Regions from separate parts of the Mus musculus genome. Here region 2 is linked to region 1. A link is a contact called in public HiChIP or PLAC-seq data. All regions are on one chromosome and are shown on one strand. Each heading gives the region's core, a stretch centred on a gene start, on an enhancer-like site or on the middle of the called end of the contact. The rest is flanking DNA. Distances are from core to core; before and after follow the strand shown. Region 1 holds the start of Pus7 (pseudouridylate synthase 7). Region 2 overlaps Klhl7 (kelch-like 7).

Evidence for each region. HiChIP or PLAC-seq counts read pairs in DNA pulled down with a chosen protein or histone mark.
Region 2: an H3K4me3 HiChIP or PLAC-seq map of embryonic forebrain shows a contact between it and region 1, with 3 times the contacts expected there. The contact joins the enhancer-like site here to the promoter of Pus7 in region 1. A contact is called at or near these places in 1 of 39 promoter capture datasets (cranial neural crest), 4 of 115 datasets of contacts at active chromatin or transcription factors (bone marrow-derived macrophages, embryonic forebrain, embryonic hindbrain and 1 more) and 2 of 9 other capture datasets (adipose tissue and liver).

Annotation. Positions count from the first base shown.
Region 1 is chr5:23,780,226-23,787,183 of GRCm38.p6, reverse strand. Pus7 (pseudouridylate synthase 7) reads left to right here and starts at 3,473. Exons shown (of 16, transcript NM_178403.5): 1 at 3,473-3,672.
Region 2 is chr5:24,121,466-24,128,423 of GRCm38.p6, reverse strand. Klhl7 (kelch-like 7) reads right to left here. Exons shown (of 11, transcript NM_026448.3): 2 at 1,500-1,602; 3 at 662-755; 4 at 320-444. Among named protein-coding and RNA genes, the nearest start is that of Klhl7, 24 kb to the right of the region's middle. Within about 2 kb of position 3,508, at least 25 of the 459 cell types and tissues checked have an H3K27ac peak or open chromatin away from gene starts, as enhancers often do. A contact at or near this core is called in embryonic forebrain, where this site is marked.

The DNA.
Region 1 (6,958 bases), core at 2,224-4,723:
AGTGTCAAAGTGCTCTTTCTATATTTCACAGTCTTAGAGAGACAAAAGTCTACGTGCAAAGGTAACTAATATTTATTTATTTATTTATTTATTTATTTATTTATTTATTTATTTATTTATTTTTGGTTTTTCGAGACAAGGTTTCTCTGTGTAGCCCTGGCTGTCTTGGAACTCACTCTGTAGACCAGGCTGGCCTCGAACTCAGAAATCCGCCTGCCTCAGCCTGTAACTAATAGTTATTACTGTTTAAGCGTTGTACAGAAAAAAATACTCCATTTAAAAGGTAGGGACTAAGTAACCTCTTTTGTAGACTCAAGAGTAAGCTTTGAAGGACAGCTAGACAAAAGGAACACTCCTTCATATATTTTCGAACTGGAAGGTCCAGATCTGTTTGTAGGAGGGTTGAAACATTCTGGGAGTCAGACAGAGAAAGAGCACTCAAAATCTGGCATCCAGTTTGCTGGGCAAAGCCCCCTAAACCTCTACTGTTTTCCAGGGAGGAGGAACTGAATTACTTAGAAGCAAGGGATAGGTAGAGAACATGGAAATTTGACAGGCAAACCCTGGAAGGCAATGCCTTTGAGACCAAACAAATGGGGAGAAAACAGAAAAAAAAAAAACAACAAGCAAACAAACAAACAAAAATCTTTAGAGGAAACAGAAACTACTCCGTGAGAAGAAAACTCACTGAGGTGTAGACATACATGCAGACAAAACACCCATACACATAAAATGAAAAAAAATAAATAAATAAGAGCCGGGTATGGTGGTGCATGCCTTTTATCCCACAACTCAGGAGGCAGAGGCAGGTGAATCTTTATGAATTCAAGGCCAGCCTCATCTACATAGTGAGTTGAAGGATAGACAGAGCTATATAGTGAAACCCCGTATAAACAAACAGACAGACAGACAAACAGGATCTGGAGAGATGGCTTCAGCAACTAAGAGTACTAGCAGCTCTTTCAGAGAATCCAGGTTCACTTTCTAGCACCCACGCAGCAGCTGACAGCTCTCTGTCTGTAACTCAATTCTAGGGTATCTGACTCTCTCTCTGAACTCTCTGGACACCAGACACACACCTGGTATACAGTCACACATACAGGCAAACATCCACACACTTTAAAAAATAAAAATAATAAAATTTAAAAATTTAAAATTAAAACAGGATCTAGGCTATATTATACCATATAGCTGTATCTGAGTCTGCTGACCTTAGGACATTAAGGTATTAATTTACCCTAGCCCCAAGAATGTGCAGCTGTACAAGAATTAGTGAAATGGGCTAGGCATGATGCCACAAGTTTATAATTGCAGTGCTTTTGAGACTGAGGGAGGAGGCTCTTGAATTTGGGATTAGCCTGGGCTATATACTGAGCATCTATCTTAAAAAGGAAAAAAAAACAGAAAGAAAGAATTAATAAAATGATTAAAGACAAATGAAAGAATTTAGGTAGGTAACTACAGAGAATAATCTTAGAGGAAGACAATGTAGAAGCCACAAGTCTGAACTAAATATATGTGACTGTAGTGATTTGAATAAGAATGCCCCCATAGGTTCATGTGTGCGAATACTTGGTCTCCAGTTGATAGAACTGTTTGGGAAGCATTAGGAGGAGTGGCCTTGTTGGAGGAGGTGTGGCCTTGTTGGACAAGGTTGTCACAGTCAGTTGGCTTTGAAGTTTCAAAAGCCCACACCATTCCTGACTTTCTCCGCTGTGTACTTGTGGACAAAGATGTGTGCTCCCAGCTGCTGCCTACCTACCAGCTGCCAGGATTACTGTGGACACACCCTCTGAAACTGTAAGACCCAATAAACTCTTCTTTCTATAATTTCCTTTGGAGGTGGTGTCTCATCATAGCAGTAGGACAGTAACTAAGAAGTGACTCATTTAGCTGGATCTTTCTACTAAATCCATATTTTAAAAGCAAGTGTGGGACTCAGGAGACAGTTTAGTCAATACAGTGGGGACCTGTGTTCAGATCCTGCTAGTCATGTAGAAAGCTGGTCACAGCAGATCTGTGTAATCCAAGCAGTAGAGAGACAGAGATAAGATCTTTCGACTTGCCAGCTAACCAGTCCAGTTGAGCTCCAGGATCAATGAAAATTATTTACAAAAAGTAGGGTGAAGGGGCCATGGAGATGGATCGGAGGTAAGGGCACTTGCCAAGCAAGCCTGACGACTTGGCTTCCGTCCCCAGAAACCATGTAAGGTAGAAGGAGAGGACCAGCTTCTGCAGACTATGCTCCAGCCTCCACATGTACGCATGCCCACATCATAAACACACAATAATAATAAGTAACTAAGGTAGAGAGTGAAAGCGGAAAGCACCATGATGGGCCTCAGGTCTCCACAAACTCAGAACTGTACATGGACCTTAGTTTTTGATATTTTGATGGTCTTAGGCAACCCCTTGAAAGGGCCACTGGAACCCCAAGGGGTTAAGGAACTACTGATTGACACCGTTCAGAGTTCCAGTCAGGGAACGATGCTGGTCCTGTACGATTACAATGAACCCAGTCAGGATAGTCCAGCATAGGCATGACCAGGGCTTGTCTCCAAGGTAATTCTAGACTCTGTCAAATTGACAACACTAATCATCACATATGCAAACCTCACATATGTAAAACACATGGTTACAACAAACACCACACACACACACACACACACACACACACACGTCTAAGAGGAATACAAAGATCTGAAATAACAGGATTTTGTTTGTTTTGGTTTGGTTTTCTTTTTCTTTTTTTTTTTTTCTATTTTGTTTTTTCAAGACAGGGTTTCTCTGTATAGCCCTGGCTGTCCTGAAACTCACTCTGTAGACCAGGCTGGCCTCGAACTCAGAAATCTACCTGCTTCTGCTTCCCAAGTGCTGGGATTAACGGTGTGTACCATTACTGCCCAGGTTTTTGTTTGTTTGTTTAAAAAAAACCAAAACAACAGGGTCTTACCTAGGCCATGTTTACCTGGGATTCCTTACATATCCCAAAGTGCCCTTAAGTTTCTGATCCTTCTGTCCATATCACCTGAGTGCTTGGATTATGGGCTTTTGACTCTCCACAAATCTTGATTTATTTTATTATATTTTATTTTACCCTGAGTTGAAATCTGGCAAAATATTAGACCTGAAATGCTATGGAATGCTTTGATTTGGTCAGTTGGCTACTTGAAGCATGAGAAGAAAAATATATTTTATTTTTCTTTACGCCAAAGCATTAACCAGCTATGATGGAATCTTCTTGAAGACAGTCCTCCTGGGGAGCTGTCAAAGGTAAGAAACCCATTCTATTAATATGCACTATTAACCATAGCTGTGAAAGAAGCTCCCATTTAAGCACAATTAACAACTAATAAGGTAGTCTCTGTTTTTGAAGTCCTAAAGGTTTCTTTGCATAAGGCAAGTCACTTCCCAGGCGCCGATGGGCGGAGCGTCCTCGGGAGCGGAGGGCCGGTGGAGCGGGCCCCGCCCCGGGGCGTGGTCGGCGCGGCGCAGCGCCGCACGTGTGCGAGCCCGGCGGCTGGTGGGATAACCCGTCCCTGTGCGTCTCCACGCGGTGCAGCCTGTGCTGGTCGGCGCTGGCCGCCGCCTCCTGCGAGTCACCGCCGCCGCCCTCCCGCGTCCCGAGCCGAGCGTCCTCTTCTCCGCTCGGCCCGCGCCCTCAGGCTCCCGGTAAGTGCTCTGCTTTGCGGCGTGGCCCCAGGCCTCCGGAGAGGCGCGCGGCCGGGGAGGGAGGGCGGCCGTGGTCGCAGCTCGCGCTGCTCCCTGTTTCTCCGCCGCCAGCTCCACCTTCCCCGCTTGTCTTATTTCTGCTCCACGCACCCGGATCCTTGATCCCGGACCCCTAGTTCCCGATCCATGCTCCCCGATCCCGGCTATTCGCCCTGATCCCCGCCGTTCGTTAAGCGGCGCCGCGTCCCGATCCTCTGGCCGCGCCGCTGTGGGCTAGAACCTTCTTTTTCCACTTCTTCCTTGCTTTGTGGTGCCTCAGGCACTCCCCAAACTCAATTCCCTGTTAGAAAAACAAACCAGCCTTCCCCCGGTCCTGCTCAGCGCTCCCAGATCGTCCGAGCAGCCTGCACTGGTCCCGGCCTGGTGCTGGGTACTGGGCGCAGATGTTTTACTTGCTGGGCAGGCCTTAAGGGCCGCTGCTCTTCTCAACCACGGAGAAGCGATCAGGCTGACGTCTGGGGTCTTTTCTCCAACCTCTGCTGGGTGACAGTGCAGGCTACTTATTCTGTGGTCCATACCACCAAGCCCTTCACTGAGGGGCCTTTAAAATGGCCAGCACATGGTTATTGCTCTTAATTACTGCCAGTCAAGGAAGAAGGGTTTAGTTCAAGGCCATTTCTTTAAAAAAGAGATCTCTAAAATATAGGTGCTACTTTGTTTTGTTCCCACTCTTAAACAACAACAAAAATCTGTGGCCATCCGTAAAACACTATGCCTCAATGTCAGGGCAATGGTTTTACTAACGAAGGAGCTGTCAAATATCAGACTGTTCACTGTAGTGAGAAAGAGGGGAAACTATGTGCAGTCATTAGCAAATAACCAACAGTCAGAATTTGTTAACTTAACAAGTTTATTTGAATACATAAACCTCTTTTGTCTTGAGATAGGACTTACTATGTAGACCAGGCTGGCTTGAACTAGAGACACAAGTCTTTCTCAGCCTTTTGAGTGCTGCCCTTATAGGAGAGGGACGGCCACTTGAGTTCCCCTCTGAACATCTCTCTCTCTCTCTCTCTCTCTCTCTCTCTCTCTCTCTCTCTCTCTCTCTCTCTCTCTCTCTCTCTCTCTCTCTTTGGGGGAAGGGTTGAGGCAGAGTCTCTCTGTTATGTGGACTGTCAGTCCTGGAATTCTCTATGTAGACCAGGCTGGCCTGGAGCTGCTAGGCTTGGGTCAGTGCCAGCGTTCAGCACTCGTGTAGGAGGCTGGTTTGATCCAGGGCACCGATGAGCCTGGGATTTGGCGGCATGTCTGTTACCCCATTTCCTAGCTGGGATCTTTGCAGGCTCTGTTCTGCCCCCATGGAGCTCACACAATTTTCAGGTCTACTTTTTTCAAGTCTTTAAAACACCTTTACGGGGGCTTTACCTCAGGCCACCCCATTCTCTGCTTCTAAATGGCTGGCCTGTCCTAATACTGGGTTTGTTTGTTTGTTTGTTTGTTTGCAGCACCGAAGACTGAACTTAGGGCATGCTAGACAAATGTTCTGCTTCTGAGCACATCCCCCACAAATTTATTTGGTTTTTAAAAATATCCTTAAGTAGGTTGTAATCTTGTTTGGTTGCAAGAAGTCTTCCATCTTTCTCCAGTGTCTACCCAGGACATACTTAATAAATGTTAGAGTAGATGACTCTGATAGACGTAATAATTTTTTCAGATTAGGATGTGGAGTGAGTTTTGCCATTAAAGTAAGTAATGCCTGCTGTTTCAGGCCTAAGCAGGAGTATCACAGGTTCAAAACCTGCCTGGGTTACATTAACAAAGGCTTTCTAAGCATCTTAGCAAGACCCTGTCTCAAAGCGAGAACAGGACAGTGTAGTTCATTGTTAGCATGCTTGTTTATCATGCCCAGCACTTCATGAGACCCTGTCTCAAAAAACAAACTTCTAAAAGAGCAAACCGTGGTTATGATATCAAGAATCAAAAGCTGAGTAAGAAGTGTCTTAGGGACGTGGTGTGGTGGCACACATCTTAAATTCCAGCTCTTAGGAAGCAGAGGCAATTGGACAGCCAGGGCTGTGTAGGGAGACCCTATCTGACTCCCAAGATCTGGTGTTCCTTTTGCATCTGGGAGCGAGGTGGGTGGTCTGACTGTAAAGTCCCTGAGGCAGGCTGCATGCATGGCTTTTGCTGGCTGTGCTTGCCTGTGTGCTGAGAGTTGTGGCCTCTGGACAGGTATCAGGCTCTCCTGGTTGCTGATTATTTGGAGCCCGGTACTGTAATTACCCCTACTTGGTGGTTGCTCAGGTGGTCATGTGTCTGCTGTGGAGTAAGATCTGCCAAGTCTTAGAATTTGCTTTAATTTTATTACCTAATATGGCTGTTCCTGGTTTTTCTTTAACCTTAGAGGACTAGAATATTTTTAGAGCTCATTTACGGTGTTTATGGGTACACTCACTTTTCGTCTCTCTTTGTAATAAAAATAGGAAAAACCTTCCATTCTTACTTCAGTTTTAAGTAAGATCAAGTAGATAGGTGCACACAGCCTGGAATATCTTTATTGGCTGCCCTGTGTTCAAGCATCTCCTAAGCTCCTCTTTACTGGGGACGGATGTGTGGGGTCTGAGATTTAGTTCTATATATTGCAGATAGTACAGTTAAATAATCTTGTTTTGGGCTGTGTCTTTATCTTTTTTAAAATTTTTTAGATTTGTTTTTATTTATTTTTATGTATTAATTTTTGTTTAATATTTATTTATGAGTGCTCTGCTGCATGTGCACCTGCATGCCAGAAGAGGGCGTCAGATCCCTTTATGGTCATGAACCACCATGTGGGTGCTGGGAATTGAACTCTGAGCCTCTGGAGGAGCAACTAGTGCTCTTAACCACTGGGCCATCTCTCCAGCCTGGCTGTGTCTTTTTAAATGTGGTGAAATACACGTAGTAGCTGGCATAGTGGAACACTTCTACAATCCCAGTACTCAGGAGGCCGAGGTTGCAGAGTTAAGAGTTAAAACCCAAGCTTGTATATTTACAATGTATGGTTTGTTGTGTCACTTTTATCTGGTGTCTGTGTGTGTGTGTGTGTGTGTGTGTGTGTGTGTGTGTGTGTGTGTGTGTGTATGTGTATGTGTGGTGTTCGTGGGTGTGCGTGTGGAGGTCAGAACCACTTTGGGAGTCAGTTCTCTCTTCTACCACATGAGTCCTGAAGACTTTACTCGAGTCTGGCATTCCCACTCCCTTACGCTAAGCTCTCTTGCTGGCTTTGACTTTTTGAGAAGCCTTGCAC
Region 2 (6,958 bases), core at 2,259-4,758, 340 kb before region 1:
CTCCAGGACTTAGGTTAGAGAAGTTATAGACAATCTTCACTGAGAAATGTTCGTGTTTTTCATATAACACTACCACAAATGGATGGCACTCCTGTTCCTTATCTTCGATAAGTAAAAACTAACTGTAAAAGCCATATTAATTTTAGAAAATAGTAACACTGTATTTATTGAGCTTATTGCTGCCTTTTAAAAAAGTTTCATTGGATACTAGTTTAAGGTTAGATGAAAAGTCTTACCAATATGTTTTTTTCTTTATTTAAATACACAATGAGGATTAAAAAAAAAAAAAAAAAAAAGCCAGGAATCTGGTATTTCTTACCAAGACAATTTGAAGCATCAACTTGTTCTTTCAAAAAATCAACACACATTTTCTTCACAGGTTCAATCTGGTACTGATTTGCTGCATCTAACAAAGACTGAACATTGTTGCTATTCACAGAAATTCTGTAAGTTAAAGGGAATATTAATTTCACACAATTTTTAATTGCTTAAATAATATTACTGTGAAGTGTACTCTCCTATGACATTAGGATCCCTCTAATTCCTCCATTACAGTTTTTTGTTCTAAGAAGTCAGGAGCAAACCAATTTGTCACAATGATGTTTTTCTGTGTCAGACCCCAATTTTATTCCCCCCAAAAGAATGATTCTTTTTAACTCACCTAGCAGTATAAGCAAATTCCACCAGTTGTTCAATAATATCAGGTTCAGCATCTTTGAGTTCTACTTCAAAGGACTTAGATTCAAGCATGTTAGCTAAAAGAAGAACAAACATGAATGATACCAGCACTATCACAGGTTTAACTGAGGAACCGGCCATGCCAGGTTACAGTAAACACAGTGACCACTAGGACTGTTATTTCTAGAGGGAATAAATACAAAAACTCTTTATCTTAGTAGCACCTGTTGAATTGAGCTAACAGCTTCCTCAAGTATAAATGGGAAAGACAGAAAACTAGATTTTTTTCCCTTCCAAGACCTAAAATAATTCAGCGTCACTCTTCTCTAATATCCTCCAAATTCTCAGAGATAGGTAGGGCATCAAAGTCAACACCTGAGGCAGGTTCACTATTTAAGTTGATGAAGATCACAGAGAAGAGACAGGTGTCATGATGCACACCTGCAATCCCAGCACTAGGGAGGAGGCAGAGGGAAGAGGACAACTCAAAGTTCCAAGCCCCGTCCTGGCTGGCTCCTGTCTGAGATCAACAAACCAATCCTCATAAGGCAATACTGAAGGGTGTAATCAGGCTCTAGGTTTCAGCTAAAAATAGACTTTTTTCCACGACAGTATGTCTCCTTTCCCTCCGTCCTCCACTTGGGGCTAATGAAGGAGCATTCACTGTGTGACCGACATCACAGCTGACCACTCTCATTCTCTTTACTGTCTTGTAGCCTTAAGTTATAAAAAGCTTTAAAAACTAGAAAAAAAAATGCTTATTTAGACTCTACCCAATTCTCATAGAAAAAAACAATAGTTTTTAACCTAAAAACACTTACTTGTGAACATTAAGTTAAAGAAGTGACTGGCTGCAGCCAGGACAACGCGGTGAGCGGGGATCTTTCTTTCCTGGACAGTGAGGATCACGTCACACAGTGTTCTCTAGTAGAGGAGAAAAGTATATGAAAAGGAGCTCACTGGTTGGAGCTCAGCAATAGTAAGTATAGCAAAGTAGGAACCTACCAAATGCTGTAATGCCTGTACATATTTTCTACTTATATCCTTTCCACACACTTTAGAGAGCATTTGTCAAAGACTTAGAGTACCTGTTAGATAGTATCAACATTTGGTACTATACTTCCAACAGTCAAGAGAAACACAAGTTAGTGTATTAAAAGCAAGTCTGGTATATAAAGGGGATTCCAGGACAGCCAAGATTATAGAAAGAGACCCTATCCTGAAAAACAAAAGAGAAACAAACAAAACAAAAGTCTGCAGAGCTGCATGGGTGGTACACAGCCGCCCAGAGGCTGAGGAGAATCACTCTGAGGCCAGTCTGGGCTGTATAAGGACATCCTATCTTGCTTTGACTGTCAATAGAAAAAGAGTCTGCTAATCCTTCAGGGAAGCCAAAACTTTTTTCCTGTCATAAATTCTAAGGCCTTTATTGTTAGCTTTCAACAGGGAAGGGGACAATTAAATGATATAATATGTGCAAGTTATCAATGCTTGGTAAAATCCAGAGAATATGGCACATAACCCAAAAAGGTAGTGGGAACCAGAAAGGACTCAGACACAGAGTAAATGAAGTGACTCTTTAGCAATCTTCCCTTAAATAGCTTGTCTCACAAACATCCTTTAAATAGAAGCTGGATAGCAGCCATTTCTAAACTAATTCCTGACCAAGACAACAGCAGTGACACTCTAGGCTGTGCAAAGAAGGTAGGCCTGCAATAACTTAAACTTCAAAAGGATAGGGAAAAAAAGGAGTACTGAAAATACATCAAGGGTTAGCACCTTACAGATGACTTTTAAAGAAAAAGAAATGTCTTTGGGGGAACACATCAAAAAATATATTCACAATGAAGCTGAAGATATTCTAACCACTGGGAGGTAACATATTCCATTATTCTTTTTTTTTTTTATTTTAAGTTTTAACTGTTATGTGTATGGGTGTTTTGATTGTAAGTATGTCTGTGTACCACATGACCCCTGAGGGAGTCAGATGAGGATGTCAATCCCCAGGCATCGGGATGGTTTTTAAATGCCATGTGAGTGATGGGAATTGAACCTGGGTCCTTTGCTGAGCCATCTTTCCAGCCCCATATTAAGTGGTTTGTAAATCTTGTTGCAAATCAATAATTTAGTAGCTTAGCAGATACAGTTTTTGCAAATTTTAAGTGTTTTCCTAAATAAGTATTTTACTAATAGTTTTTGAAAAATTGACATTTCCTACTATTTAGCTATTTTGTTTATGTGAGTACACACATGCGTGCATGCATGCGTATGCGTGTACCACATATATGCAGATAAGTATACATACATGGCCTGTGCATTCAGTGGTCAAAAAAGGTTATCCCGTTGTCTCCCTCCTCCACCTACCTCCACTAACTGACTAAATCTCTCAATGAACATAAAGCTGGCTGTCTTTGTGAGGCTGGACGAGAGGGCTTTCAGGACCAGATCTCTCCACCTTCCACTCGGTTATAAACACATTTGCTTTGTGGGGCTTTTCTGTGGGAATTTGAAACCAGCTCCTCTTGCTTACACAGCAAGTGCTCTTACCCATTAAGCCATTCCACCAATCCTACTTTATTTTGCGAATAAAAATCCAAGTAAGATGCTAATACTTAGGAAAAAGGAAAGGAGCCACCCAAAGCAGACTAAAAGAGATACAGAACTTTACATTTAGTCTATTTCAAGATTTGTTAAGTTTTGTGGGCCAGTACTTAGAATCTTATGCAGATTGGTAGCCCCTAAAGCTATTGTTGCTTCCATAGAAAGCTGAGCTTTTAAAGGTTCACTGTCTGACCTATGTGAGTAGGGTGCAAACAAGCAACAGTCCTCGGGTGACTTGCCATATGCCATACTAAAATATGCAAAGTAGTGCACACAGAATCTCTGATGTACTGTGTAGACACAGCACCTGTCAGTAAAAAAAACAAAAAAAAAAACAAAACAAAACAAAAAAAACCTATGGGCTATATATAGGAAGGGGTAGAATAGAAGGAGGGACATCTGGTAGGAAAAAAGGATTCTGGGAAAGAGACGTGTGGGAAATTCACCCAGGAACATGGAGGACAGAAGCCTGGGGGCTAGCCATGTGGCAGAACTTAGACTAGAATGAATGGGATATTAAGTTATGATCTAATCAGGGAATCAACCAAAGCATAAGGCCAAAAGTGTTTATAAATATATTTTGAGTCTCAGAGTTGTTATTAGGGAGGGGGCGGGGCTGATGGCACTCAACATGGAAGGCATGTAATTTAAACCTTTTCATTCATATTCAGGTATTAGACAGAGTAGTGGGTAAAGAGCAGGAAACAAAGGGCCCTGCTGGGCTACAGAGCACTTGATTGAGGCCCCTGAGCCTGCATTCTCTCTCAGACTAACAGAAATCCTGCCCCAGGACAGGATTTGTGCCCCAGCTGCTACAGCAAGAGACAAAGGCAGCACTTCTAAGAGTAGGATGGAAGCAGGACTTTAGCAGGTCAAAGGAGAACTCAACTCAGTACAGCTAGGCTAGCTGAGGGGCAGGGAGACAGAGTCTGAGGGGTCATTCCTCTAATGAACACAGAGCAGAAACACACAAGTTCAAAACACAGCTCTCAGTTAAACCTGAGAGTGCTGAACTACAGTCACCTTCTCAGAGTGGGGGAAAGCCATAGGAGGTATTTGTGAGTATATGCTGCACACACAAGGGCCCAGGACTGCAGTGGCATAAGACAAAACTGCGGTTTTTCTGCAATTCACCCTTTCCTGTTAACCAGAGGGCCAAGGACAGTGGCAGTGTCCTGAGCTAAACAATAAAGGGAGACAAAAAAAGGACACACAGAAAGAATCCAAATGAACCAAAACTTCTTTTCAGAGAAGGTAAAAAAATTGTTTTAAGACTGAAAAGGGAAGAAAACTGGATTTAAATTTCACACACATATATAAAAATAATCCAAAATTGATAACTATAAAGATGAACAATGACAGAGGTTGTCTAGCTTATCTGATCTCTTTTAAATGGTTCAAAGACACAAATAAGAGAAACAGATACATCTAAACTGGAAGTAGCATATCACTGATTATGACAATTATCATACTAATAATCCTCATTTTCACCTTAACAGTACTATTGCCTTCTCAGAGATAAAGCCTTAGACAAAAATTTTGAAAATTTATAAATCAGACTAAGAAAAAACCTAAAACATCAGCGATGAAGTAAAATGGAGAAAGTAACATTTGGAAACAAGATTTAGAAAAAAATTCTTAACTTATAATCACACTGCTAAGATATCAGAGATAAAACATAGTGTGAGACCCCAACTTAGAGCGTTTCTCCCCTAGAAGGTAATGCCCCTGGATGTTTCCCAAGCTTATTTTCCCTGATCTCTAAAAATACAGCCAGAAAGAAGCTCTTTGTTCTCTATAGCCAGCAAAAAGCTTTTGTTTCTGTGCCTTCCAGCTAGAGATTCCATAACTGTAGGAAGACCTACAAGGACATGGAGATAGACCAGGAGAGGAGGCTGCAGCTCACTCTCCCCCTCACCAGAAAGGAGCTGTAGCCAACTCTCCTCCCAACTTCTTCCAACTCCTCCCAATTCCTCACTAGCTGTTAAAAGCCCCCTACTGTCACCGCTCCTGGTCAAACTCCCCTGCCCTGCACCAAGAAGGGACTTCCTCCTCTGCTAGCTGATAATAAAACCTCTTGCAGTTTGCATCAGGTGTGGTTTTCTCTCCAGATGTTGGGGTGTTGGCCAGCTCATCCCGGGACTTGAGCTGAGGCCCAGCATCAGGGGTCTTACAATAGGGAGGGAAAAAAATTAAGGCAGACTTTCTCAAAGAAGAGGCTGAAAAACTAGATACTAGATTGGAGACCACAGAGCAGATGGAGGATTCTTTGAATCAAAATAGAGAACACTCACAGAAATCCAATCTAGAATTCACAGTAAATCAAAAGAGACAGTTCCAGATGAGAAAAATCTACAAAGGCTTAAAGAATTAAAATGGCAGCCCATAAAGAGATAACACATTGAGCTAAGAATCTAGATTCTACTTAAGGGAACAACGCCATACAGCAGATTATATGTTTCACTCAATGGAATTTAGAGTATTAAGATATATATGTGTTGATGCATCATACTATTTGATGTAGATTCAGAATCCCAATAGGCTTCTGCCTTGAATTCTGAAAAAGGGGATTCTGAGATTGCACATTTAATAGAAACTATGATAATTATAGCTATGCCTGCACAAATAGAGACTGACACTATTCCAACATAAGTCTCTATTAAACTGAAACAGTTCTTTACATATTCCAATGTAGAGCATGTGTGGTTTTGGCACACAGTCCTACAGCACTGGTAGCTGTAGAAGACCAATCACACTGTGAAGGCAACGCACTGACAGATGGAAGCTGAGGCTGCCTCAGCTTATGCACCCACTGGAAAAACAACAAACATTTTTATATTATAGCATGAAACCTGTTGTAGATATAATCTATACTCCTACCGGTCAAGCAATTATGGAGAGATCTAACAAAAATTTAAGAGAGATACTCATAGAACAAGATAATTTAAAAAATTCTTCTAGGGATAAATTAAATGATGTTTTGTTGCCTTTGAATTTTTTTCAATTTTTTTATTAGATATTTTCTTCATTTACATTTCAAATGCTATCCCGAAAGCCTCCTCCCCCTGCCCTGCTCCCCAACCCACCCACTCCCACTTCTTGGCCCTGGCCTTCCCCTGTACTGAGGCATATAAAGTTTGCAAGACCAAGGGGCCTCTCTTCCCAATGATGGTCGACTAGGCCATCTTCTGCTACATATGCAGCTACAGACACGAGCTCTGGGGGTACTGATTAGTTCATATTGTTGTTCCACCTATAGGGTTGGAGACCCCTTCAGCTCCTTGGGTACTTTCTCTAGCTCCTCCATTGGGGGCCCTGTGTTCCATCTGATAGATGACTGTGAGCATCCACTTCTGTATTTGCCAGGCACTGGCATAGCCTCATATGAGACAGCTATATCAGGGTCCTTTCAGCAGAATCATGCTGGCATATGCCATAGTGTCTGTGTTTGGTGGTTGATTATGGGATGGATCTCCGGGTGGGGCAGTCTCTGGATGGTCCATTCTTTTGTCTCAGCTCCAAACTTTGTCTCTGTAACTCCTTCCATGAGTATTTTGTTCCCGATGAGAAGGAGGAATGAAGTAGCCACGTGTTGGTCTTCCTTCTTCTTGATTTTCTTGTGTTGTGCAAATTTTATATTGGGTATTCTAAGTTCTGGGCTAATATCCACTTATCAGTG